3 separate regions of the Hordeum vulgare genome follow, and regions 1 and 2 are each linked to region 3. Evidence: chromatin contacts called from public Hi-C data. All regions are on one chromosome and are shown on one strand. The core of a region is the stretch at or near the end of the contact, and the rest is flanking DNA. Distances in the headings are between cores, read along the strand shown.

What was found. Hi-C and Micro-C count contacts between places; a contact is called where the count stands out from the background.
Region 1: a Hi-C map of leaf shows a contact between it and region 3, with 2.3 times the contacts expected there. The contact joins the promoter of LOC123426762 here to the promoter of LOC123426764 in region 3. A contact is called at or near these places in 3 of 6 Hi-C or Micro-C datasets (leaf and seedling) and 1 of 1 datasets of contacts at active chromatin or transcription factors (embryo).
Region 2: a Hi-C map of leaf shows a contact between it and region 3, with 4 times the contacts expected there. The contact joins the promoter of LOC123430298 here to the promoter of LOC123426764 in region 3. A contact is called at or near these places in 3 of 6 Hi-C or Micro-C datasets (leaf and seedling).

Annotation. Positions count from the first base shown.
Region 1 is chr2H:481,767,592-481,771,292 of MorexV3_pseudomolecules_assembly, reverse strand. LOC123426762 (zinc-finger homeodomain protein 8-like) reads left to right here and starts at 1,739. Exons shown (of 1, transcript XM_045110643.1): 1 at 1,739-3,165. The coding sequence starts at 1,916. The coding sequence ends at 2,794.
Region 2 is chr2H:482,213,109-482,217,097 of MorexV3_pseudomolecules_assembly, reverse strand. It overlaps LOC123430298 (psbP domain-containing protein 2, chloroplastic), which reads right to left and starts at 2,458. Exons shown (of 3, transcript XM_045114169.1): 1 at 2,063-2,458; 2 at 1,761-1,916; 3 at 1,110-1,523. The coding sequence starts at 2,389. The coding sequence ends at 1,272. It also overlaps the pseudogene LOC123428387.
Region 3 is chr2H:481,964,648-481,968,071 of MorexV3_pseudomolecules_assembly, reverse strand. LOC123426764 (kinesin-like protein KIN-7E, chloroplastic) reads left to right here and starts at 1,980. Exons shown (of 25, transcript XM_045110644.1): 1 at 1,980-2,539; 2 at 2,638-2,735. The coding sequence starts at 2,157. It overlaps LOC123426765 (probable L-ascorbate peroxidase 7, chloroplastic), which reads left to right. Exons shown (of 12, transcript XM_045110646.1): 12 at 1-25.

The DNA.
Region 1 (3,701 bases), core at 490-2,989, 200 kb after region 3:
GTTTTTGTATGAATTTAAGAAATTAATACGAAGTGTTTGAATGTAGTTGTGCTAATTTAAGAAGTGTTCAATCAGTTCTTTTTGAATTATTATATTTGTGATGCTTGATAACAGTACTAGTATTAGCGTGAAAATTTTCTACTCCCTTCGGCTCGGTTTACAAGTCATTTTATCAAAATCAAATAATTCCAAAATACTAAAGCGGTATGCATTAACTTTTATCTTATTTTTTGTTTTTTGACATTAATAAAGGAATCAGCCAATAAGAGACGTGGGAGCGTGTATGTTTTTAAAGACTTGAGACTAACTAACACGACATGTAGTGGTTAATTCGTTGCATGTAATGATACTTCCTCTATTCCTAAATATAAGTCTTTAAAGAGGTTTCATTAGTGGACTACATACGTATGTATATAGACATACTTTAGAATTTAGATTCACTCATTTTGTTTTGTATGTAGACTCCTAGTGAAATATCTTAAAAGACTTATATTTAGGAACGGAGGGAGTATTAATTAGCAAATTAACATTAATTTCTCTCTTTTTCCTATTTGTCTTAGTCGTGGTGCACAACCTAAAATGACTTAGGCTACTCCCAATGCTCCATCTTGTACAGGTGCTAAGGCTGCCACATAGATCAAAAATTTGATGTGTCAAGCTAATTAATAGGAAAGAAATGAGTGTGGTAACCGAGAAAGAAACAATGTTAAGCGCCTGAACCTAGGTAAAACGATTAAATAAAAGAAATGCATCAATACATGCACAATTTTAATTGCAAAAACATCAAATAAAAAGGCTTAGCTATAATAAATTAAACAACTATGTGTTAAAGATTTTAGTTGCTAAACTATTTAATGTCTTTAGCATTTTATGTTACCATCAATCTATTGGAAGTGACCGAAACGAAGGAAGGACTACTACTAGCATGGACACCCAAGTTCGAGAAATCCACGCCGACATTTGTGTCACGTGACGTGCCATATTTTCTGTGCCGCGTAATTAAATCAGCTGCAAAGATGGTGATCGTAAATTGACAGAGTAGTAGCAAGATTGGAGGTAGAAGCCCCTGCCCCCGGCAACAGGCACGGGCAGGCAAACACTGGGCACAGAAGATCAGGCAAGATGCCGTACCCCACGGCCGCTTGGGTGGCAGTTAGCCCATACCTCATCTCCCCGTCCGATCGCATCAAGGCCGTCCGTCCGCGGCGGTCCCATCATCATCTGACGCCGAGTAGTACACCACGGCATCCTCACGTGGCGGGCCCGAGCGGTTACTGTTGTGGTAACAATAGTATCCGGCCCCAATGTCGGCTCGACACGTTGCCGCTGTTACTACCCATGGTCGAGTCCCGTCTCACGTGGCGCCTGCAGGCACCCCTTCCCGCTTCCACGTGGCACCGTGCGCGAATGTGACCTCGCCGCCTCGTCAACTAACACAAAGCATAGCATCAGTAACATATACTCCCTCTTTAAACTATTATAAAAGTATTTAGATTACTGTTCTAAATAGTTTACGGAGGAGTACTTATCACTTTTACTGTATCCTAAAAAAGATCACTTCTACTGTACGTAAAATGTTGGTTTTACTGGGTGTACTATACCTATAGTCAAATTAATTCTTATTCTTGTTGTGCGAGGGCCAAAGTCGTCGCATTAATTAATATAAGGAACTAATGCATGTTTCACACCTGATGGTCCGTGGGCGTTGCCGCGCGCAGATAAAAACCCCAAAGCTCCTCTCCTCCTTGGCCGGTGGTCGCTTCTACCGCTGCAGCGAAAGCGATACCTAGCGAAAGCCTTCTCTTGCTTCTTCTAGCAAGTAGCGAGAGTGGTGGTGAAAAGAGCACGGCCACGCGCGAGTGGGTGGTGGGTGAGCGCGTGAGTGGTGGTGGTGGGAGCGAGCTCTCGTGCGGACATGATGGATCACCTGAGCCTGGTGCCCTACGAGGGAGGCAGCGGAGCCGGGGGCGACGCCGGGGCCAAGTACAAGGAGTGCATGCGCAACCACGCGGCTGCCATGGGCGGCCAGGCCTTCGACGGCTGCGGGGAGTACATGCCGGCCTCGCCGGACTCGCTCAAGTGCGCCGCCTGCGGCTGTCACCGCAGCTTCCACCGCCGCGCGGGCAGCCTCACGGGCGGGGCTTGCCCGCCGCCCTTCTTCTTCAGCCCGCCGCCGCCGCCTTCGCACCATCACCCGCCGCCGCACCACGCCGTGCTGCAGGGTTTCCTCCCGTCGGCGCCCCCGCGGCCGCCCCAGCTCGCGCTGCCGTACCACGCCGTGCCCGCGGCGTGGCACCATGCCCTGCTGGACCCCGCGCGCGCCGGCTCGGAGACGCCTCCCCGGGCGGACGACTGCAGCCCCGGGTGCGGGAGCGGGAGCTTCGGGAGGAAGCGGCACCGGACCAAGTTCACCCCGGAGCAGAAGGAGAGGATGCGCGCCTTCGCGGAGAAGCAGGGATGGCGCATCAACCGCGACGACGGCGGCGCCCTAGAGCGCTTCTGCCTCGAGATCGGCGTCAAGCGGAACGTCCTCAAGGTCTGGATGCACAACCATAAGCACCAGCTCGCCTCGCCCACCTCCCCCGCGGCCGGTATCGGCATGGGCATGGGCATGGGCATGGGCATCGGTATCAACCCAGGAGCCCTCGGCACTAGCGCTGGCGCTGGTGCAGGCGCTGGCGCTGGAGTTGGCGTTGGAGCGGGCACCGGCGACGGCGACGACGACGATACGGACGACGACTCGCCTCCACGCGCCGCCGTCTCATCGCCCTCCCCCTCCCCCATCAGCGTCTAGCCGTGCTAGCGCTAGCTAATGAGTACCGAGTTCTTTTAATCGCCAGGGCGTTAGATTTAATTAATGCACTCTCAGTCAGTTGTCAGCAAGCAGCTGGTGTAAACGACCCCTGATCCCCCGCATGCCTCCCCTGCAGCGGCCGTGCCGTACAACGTGGTACCGGACCGAGGGCATATATGTACCCCCACTCTAATTCTAGCTAGGCGCCGCTGTTTGTAGGTTCATTATCTTTCTTGTCTTGCTTTAATCCTAGTACTACTACCAGTGCTAGCCTAGTACTAGCTGCAGTGAGTGACTAATCATCGTACCCCTGTCAAGATTAATGCCGCATTAATTTGCTCCTGGCAGTAGAGTGCGTCGGGATTTGTGCCTGGAAGCTTCTCTAAATTGCAGTTGCAGTGTGTTGGTTTGGTGGTACCCGTGCGGCTTTAGGCTGGAGTGCCACCTCGTAATCGGCCGGCCAGGCCTGCTCTACGCCCTCCTGCCTTGGCCGGTGGTGGCCTGAGATTTTTGTTCCCATTTGCGCCCTCCGGTCCGGCCGGCCGGGCCGAGTGGTAGACCACGCCGCGGTAGTGGAGCCGGCCGGAGCTTGCCCGAGCACGCCGCCCGGCCTAGCGTTGCGTTCTACTGCTGCTGTTGCGTGGGGTCGAGGATTGCCCTTGTGTCCGTCCATCCGTCCGTCCGTGCCGACTGAGTTGTCTCATCGGCTTGGGTGTGTTGTGTGATGATGGCGATTAGGCACGGTCTGTGGCTTTCGGTGCGGGGCAGGATCCGACACGATCTCTCTCTTCTCCTCGTCTTCCTCGGTGGGATTTGGCCTCTCGCGCCTCGTGGTTTTGTTGTCGCACAAACTTTGTGGCTCCGCCGTGTCGCCCGGATCTGGATCCAGCAATGCCCTGTGTGTGTT
Region 2 (3,989 bases), core at 1,209-3,708, 250 kb before region 3:
TTTGAGGAAGGAGCATATGGATGCAACTTTTATGTCCCATCCATTGGTGTCAGCGAAAAACCATAAGCAACAGTAGAGCAGTTAAATCTTTCCGACAGACAATTACTAATATGCATCATCTGCTTACCGGTTTACACTTGATCATTTGATTCTGCGTCTTCCAACTGGTGCAAGTCAGAATAGTATGGGGCTTCAGTATTAGTCCACTATTATGACTATGAGATGTCTTTATTTAACACACATGGCAACTGTAGCAGTTCCCATTCTGAAGGCGGATAGCCTTCTGTTGGAAGCTGTCCGTTTTGTTAGAACGTGAAACCTTATAGACATGTGATATTTGATTCAGGTCGATAGTTCAGTTCTCGGTACCCCTTGAAATAATGTTGATTCAAACACTAAAATGTTCCTAACTGAAGTAAAATCACTATGATAGTATATTGCTTATGGTATCCTTGCAGGACTAAAAACAGTTTGAGAGCACACCAAAGAAGGAAACACATCATATAGATAACTGAAGTTCTGCAAGACCGGGAAAGAAGCACACTCCGATCCTTCAGGTTATCAACCAGCTGAAGGCCGAGGTTAGCTTTTGGTTTTAGCTGTTGCTGTGGTGTTACTTGGTTGTGTTGCTGGTTGGTGCTGTTGCCGTGTACTTTGGGTCGCTTTGGATGGTTTGTCTTGGACTCTTGGTCATTTATAATTTCTTGGCTGTACATTCTCTTCTTCTTCTAATGAAATCACATGCACTTCTCCTGCATGGTTCGAAAAAAGGCCGGCAGGTTGTCAAGACCTAACCAGAAAATAATGTATTTCCAGCAGATGAGGCTTCATGTGAGAAACAATCAAGGTATAATCAATTTCTAACAACTTGAAGTTTCTACTGTAAGTCTGTAACTGACTGTCACAGGGTACTCATTGATGGATTACCTGGATGCTGAAACTGAGGGTAAGGATATGCACCCAACAAAACACGATCTGTAGACACAACCTGTGAAAACATAAAGTTCCCTGGAACAAACAACAGTACACTTGTATACAACATAGTTTCAGCTCCTAAAGTAAAGTTGCATTCTCAGATAAACTAAAAATCATATAATAATACAGCCTGCTGAAAGAAACTAAAAACATTTCAAATTGTATTGGAAGAAGATCATTGTAACCTTTCATAACTCTTTTTACAAATCACCGTAAAGAAGCTTATGTTAGGGTCGAAGTTTGTATGAACAAGAAAGGGAGACATACATGATACATCCCCTGTTAAGAGAAAGAAACTATACAGAATCAAAGGAATGAAGGACTTCCTCGAAAACAAGTCTAGTGTGCTTGTCCAAGGGCTTCTCCTCAGTATCAGAATAGGCTACATTGAGCAGATAGAGCTTTCTGGAAGCAACAAACGCTGCCGAGAAGATCCGCTTCATCCCTCCCCTGGTGCTATCCAGTGAGTACTCGATTTCGTACACTGTCAAGCCATCATGGCCCGATCTCTCTCCGGTAGAAATCACCTCTGCAGATTTGGTACTTTCCTGAATCAAGGGAAAGGTTTCAAACCAACTGCCAATACTAGCACTGAACTTCTCCAAAATGTGGGCACTGAATCTTTATCGCCGGTCATAATAAGAAGCAACAAAAGGAGCTCAGTTTGCACCTTATACTACACAGCCTATAAGCAGTTCATCTAAGTGGAGCGCGTAAAAATAAGATTTCTAAATGTAGCAATAAGTATGGGGCTGGCAAATGGCAATGCCCCTACACACATTTACCTTTTTCTTCTCTGCCTGTAGAAGCCTTTCTGCGACGAACTGCGGTGTACCGAAATCCGTCAGTGAGGAGAGGCGGACAGGGTTGACGACGACCCCAATATTGTTGCTCCCCTTCCCCTCTTGCTGGAACAGCGCCGTCGCGCCCGCCTTTTCCACCTTCCCCAATTACACAACAGCGTCACACGATTCAGAGCTCCAATCCACGAACCTAACGCGTCAAAATGCACAAAGCATCCTAGGATGATGCATCAAATGAGTGTTTACGCTAGGTTGCAGCGCCACGTCGCCACAGAGCTTCATACCTTGGGCCATGAGGCCGGCTTGAGGAGGGTGAACCCCTGGTCCTGGTCAGTGTACCGTTCCAGCTCCAACGCTGGTGCGCCTCCTTCTCCTTCCCCGACTTCTGCCTCCGTTTCCGATGCCGAGGCTGCCGGGAGTTGGGGTGACGAGGCGGGGAAAGGGAGGGCGGTGAGGAGCAGCGAGGCGGCGGAAACGGCCCTCCTGGTTAGGCGCGGAGGAGGGGAGGAGATGTCGCATTTGGGCGCAATGGTGCGGGGCGGAGGCCGGCGCTGGGCGCGGCCGGCGAGCTTCAGCGGCGGGCCGTGGCGAGGGCTACCGACGAGTGGCATCGATGGAAGTAGATTTGTACACAGAGAAGCTTTCGCTCGCGGCTATGGCCGCCTCTGCCGCTCAGTTTGTTATCGCCATTCGACGCTGGCTGTGGGCCCACCTATGGAGGAAAATGCGCGTGTACAATTACAACTTTTGTCAATAACCAAACATTTTTAAACCAGTCCCTCATACATACACACATACACTAATCTCTATGAACACACATCTCCTAATCCTATGATCATCTTTAAAAGATTGAGCCGACACATAGTCTTGAGATTGACGAAGTCGCCGCACACAATTTTATAGTCGGAAACGTCTCCTTCCACAATACACATCGCGTGAAGGTCTAAATAAATTCAGAAAAATGCAAGCGCACGTGCCATGTCTAGGGTTTGAATTCTGGTTGGTTGGGGAATCACCGTCCTTCTTTTTTTAGAAAAGGTGGTTAATCTTCGGCTTGTGCATCAATTGATGCATACGGCATTTTATTAAACATAGAGCAAATATTTCATGAGTCGATTACAAGTTCATGCGAAGGTGGAGCATAAAGCGTCATAAAAAGAGATGAAAAGGCCACAACCAGGGAAAATAGGGACCAATGACTAAACATCTATCCTATTATTAAACCGACATCCAAACCTATTGAAGATAACCCGAGCTACCATCTCTCATCGGACAGACTCAGTAACCAAAGGATCCCTCGCTCCCGCATTAGTTAGTAACGACCACGTACAGATCCATGTAGTGGGTCAGAAGATGACCTACAAAAAAATTGTATTTGTATGTCTGTTAAAAACTAAATCATTCCTGCAGTTTCAAATCGACCACAACGAAGCGCATACTCCTATACGGATATGTTGTGCCAAGCTAGGGTGCATCCCTGTAGCCACGTCCCAAATAACGTATGTATGCTACGAGGAGGGTTAATATTAAAAGCTATTTGAAGAGAACGCCGTACAATCCTAGCCAACGGACAATGAAGAAAGAGGTGTTTGATAGTTTCATTTGATCACAAAAACTACATCTCCTATTACCATCCTAATCACGTTTAGCCAAGTGATCTTTCGTTAGAATCACCTCCTTGTGAACAAACCACATGAAGTCTTTGATCCTTAAAGGAACCTTGACCTTTCAAATATGTAAAGAGTTTGGGATTGGGCCCGAGTCTATGAGATATAAATACATAGATTTGACCAAAAAGACTTTATTCGCACTTAACTTCCATTGAAGTCTGACAGCCTCACATGAAAGTTGAATGTCCATCGACCTTCGAACAAGATGCAATCAGGATGCCCATCTATCTCCAACTAGATCTCTCCGGAATTGTATATTTAGAGGAATAGTTTGTAATACTGTAGCAACATAAACTTCCTTACGTTGTGCAATATTATAGAGAGATGGATACTGAGAAGCAAGCGACGTCTCCCCTAACCACGTATCCTCTCAGAATCTCGTCGACTCACCATTTGCAATGATGAATTTAGTCCTTTGGAAAAAAGTTGCCTTCGTCCTCATAAGGCCCTTCCAAAAAGGTGAATCATTGGGTCTGACATATACGTGGGCCAAAGTTTTATTATTGTTGGGGAACGTTGCATGGGGAAAAAATCCTACGCA
Region 3 (3,424 bases), core at 731-3,230:
TTCATCACATGATGCTTTGCCTGCCTGCCTGTGCCGTGCTGTCATTTTTCTATTAGTCATGTGGCTCATCGAGCACGGTGGGGTGGTGGTGGTGGTGCAGTAAACATCAGATCTGCAACTGCAATAGCAATACTGCAATACATAACCCCCTGGACCCTACTGCCTCTGAGGAGCTGCCTCCCCTCCCGGCCGGGCGTAAACCAGGAGTAATTTCCATTTGGCGAGCTCCTCCGTCTTTGTCTCCACGGGCAGGCAGAATCTTTGGAGCAGTGATCCATGGAGGGCCTGCCTGCCGGTATCCCTGGACCCGGTCCATCCGTGCGTGCCTACCGGTGGCTTGGAATGGATTGGACCGATCCGTTGGTGGTGGTGGGTGGGCGTCCACCATCCATTCAAGGGAACAGCGCTGGGTAATAAGACATCATCGGGCCAGCAGTGCTGTGAATGAATGAATTAAGAAGGGCGGATGCGCTGTGGTGGTGGCGACGGCCTGCGACGACGGGCGCGCCATTAACTCGGATCGGCCTCACGTGCCCGCCACGTGCCGTGAGCGGCAGGCTCTGTGGGGCGAGCGGAACAACGGGCCAAGCCAAAGCCCAAAACTACAAACCCCAAGGAGAGTGCGCACTCCGCAGGTCCGCGCGTCCGGTCGCTTCCCCTCCGGTGTCTGTAATCCCACTTACCGCTCCCTCCCGCCCAAATCACCCGACCGTTTTTGTTTACCCCTTTTGGCACCGCTGGAAAAAATGAGAAATAGGCATGGCTTGCCTTGAGGTTCCTTATGCTATGTGAGCGATACAATCACTACAATCTTTTATCCATTCCCGTGACAACATACAAGAACGCACGACCTAAAAGGGTTTGTGGTTGTGGATGGTGAATTGTAGGTTTTGGCACTTTTCTTTTGAGATCATAAATGCGGAATTTCGTACATGTTCTTCATTAGTGTATTCACACGTGCTACAATATATGCTTTGACAGGTGGGACTGCACCATTTCGATCGTGTATGGCCATTCTTTTCTTCTTTGCTTGTCATTTTTCTTGCCAGAATCCGCACACCCTCCACATCTCTCCACTGTCCTTCTCTTGACCTCCTCGCCCCATCCTCTTACAGGCAACAATGCATTCGTCCCCTCTATGTCAGCTTGTCTGTGTTTCCTCACATCCAACATTCCAATCCCTTCTTCTAACCCGTGCTCAACCCCTCTCATTGACCGTGGGGGTGGGGCGAACCCTGCTATCGAACAAGGTTCATATGTAAGGGAAGGGAAAGAGAAGAAGGCAGCTAGGGCGTTTGCTGAATATGCCAAGTTGCTCTTATCAATTTCATGGGTTTTGTAAGGCTTAACGTTATTGTATCGTTCAACCAAGACCTTCTAAGGGGTTCGATTGGTATGCAATATTGAGAGGTGAGAAAAGGTAATTTTATTGTTGGGGAAATATGATAATACATGGGTGCACAGATGTCCTGGCAGCTAAAGCATTGACACCTAGATTCAGATTATCCCTTGCGCAAAGGGCATGCTATAATCTCCTTGTTATCAACTCGGGTATTTTAGATGTCATTGACACCATGAAGAAAAGAAGACGTTATGCGGGAGCGGTGACAATTGTTTTTGATGGTTCACTATTATATGGTTGGTGACTTCTTGCACACTACTTTTGAACATTGTAATGGAAGTGAATAAGGTCGCTCATAAGCTTGCTAGGTTGGCTAGATTTTTTACGACTTATAATTGGTCTAAGCAGCCTTTGAATGATATTGTGAAAACGATGTAACTGTTATTTTAAATTAATAAAGTCTGTTTGGCTATTATTGAAAACATTTAGGACCACAAGAGAAAAATAGTTTTAGACTGTGTGATCCAGATAATAGCCGCCGGTAAGCACACCACCGGTGGTCCAACCCCAAAGCCCCCAGAAAAACTTCGGAGCTTTAGACCAAAGTGCCAAAAAGGCGGCACGACCAAATCGACAAACGAGGCCACGGCGACCCAAGCTGGCAAAGCTCCCCTGAGGAAGACGGCGACGACACACCAAAGCAAAGCCCACGAGCCTCCCCCTCCACCCCCACGAGCTCGCGCTCGCGCTCGCCTGCTCCCCACCAAAACCCTAAGCCCCCACCCTGCCCCCCCGCTCCAACCTGAGCTCGGCAATGTCGTCGTCGTCGAGATCGACGCGCGCCAGCATCTCCCCGTTCCGATCCCGCCGTTCGCCTGCGGTGGCGGCGCCCGCGGCGCCTCCGCCGACGAGGACCTCGTCGGGAGGCCGCGCGTCCACCCCGGCCTCCTCCGCGCGGCCCACCACCCCGTCGTCTTGCTCCGGTGGCCGCCCCACCACCCCCTCCGCCGCCTTCGCGCGCCCCGCCACCCCTACCTCCGCGCGGCCCACCACGCCTTCCTCTACCGCCTCCGCGCGGCCGACCACGCCCTCGTCGGTTTCCTCGCGAGCGGCCGGGAGGGCGCCGCCCGCTGCGGCGGTGGACACGTCCAATGCCAAAGAGAACATCATGGTCACCGTCCGCTTCCGCCCCCTCAGGTGCGCTGCTGATTTGTTATCTTTCTGCTACTGAGGACGTGAGGTTCTGGGTTTTGTGCTTATGTGTTTTAAAATTGTTTGTATTTGTTGGTCCGTAGTCCTAGAGAGATCAACAAGGGGGACGAGGTGGCTTGGTATGCTGATGGTGACAACATGGTGCGTAATGAGTACAACCCGAGTATTGCCTATGCTTTTGGTGAGTGTTTTTCAGCCCGTTTCAGCTAATATTACATATTATTACAATGTGGATTGTGGAATTGGTGATGTCAAGGAAATGCCCTCACATGAAACAGAAGGGATTACCATATTTGGGGGTTTCTTTGTGAAATGAGGGTACAATTGTTTGATGACTAAATGCTCTGTTGGGGCATCGAGGTGTAAATGTAACAGATATGCCAGTTCTGTGGTGAGAATGTTGATATATTCTAGTAATAGACCGTCGTCAGTTCCAGCTCTATAGGACGTCTCACCTTTGTCAAGCTTGCTTTATATCATGCAAGCTCAAGAGTGTAATGAGAATGTGTGCTTGTTAGTGAAGTAGCAAACACATGAGTAATGTGCTATTGTTAATCTGAGGTGCTGTTACACCAAAAGGACAGTTAACATTTTTCTGAGAGGTACACGGCAAACATAGCCTCCACATGCTGGTCTGCTATCCGCACCAGGAAATTTATCAGATGCCACATAGCTTCCAGACCGCAGGTAGGCCTTATCGTAGTAAATGTGCATGCGTGAAAGTACCTACAAAGTGCGCGATGCCTAGTTCTTGACCCAAGGGCCGAAACAGCTGGGTTGCCTGCACAACTGCAGAGCTAGCCATCCGAGCAAGGCTCGTCTCGTAAGGTATGCTTGGTTAGTGCCAAAACACGCCCTACCAAAATTATG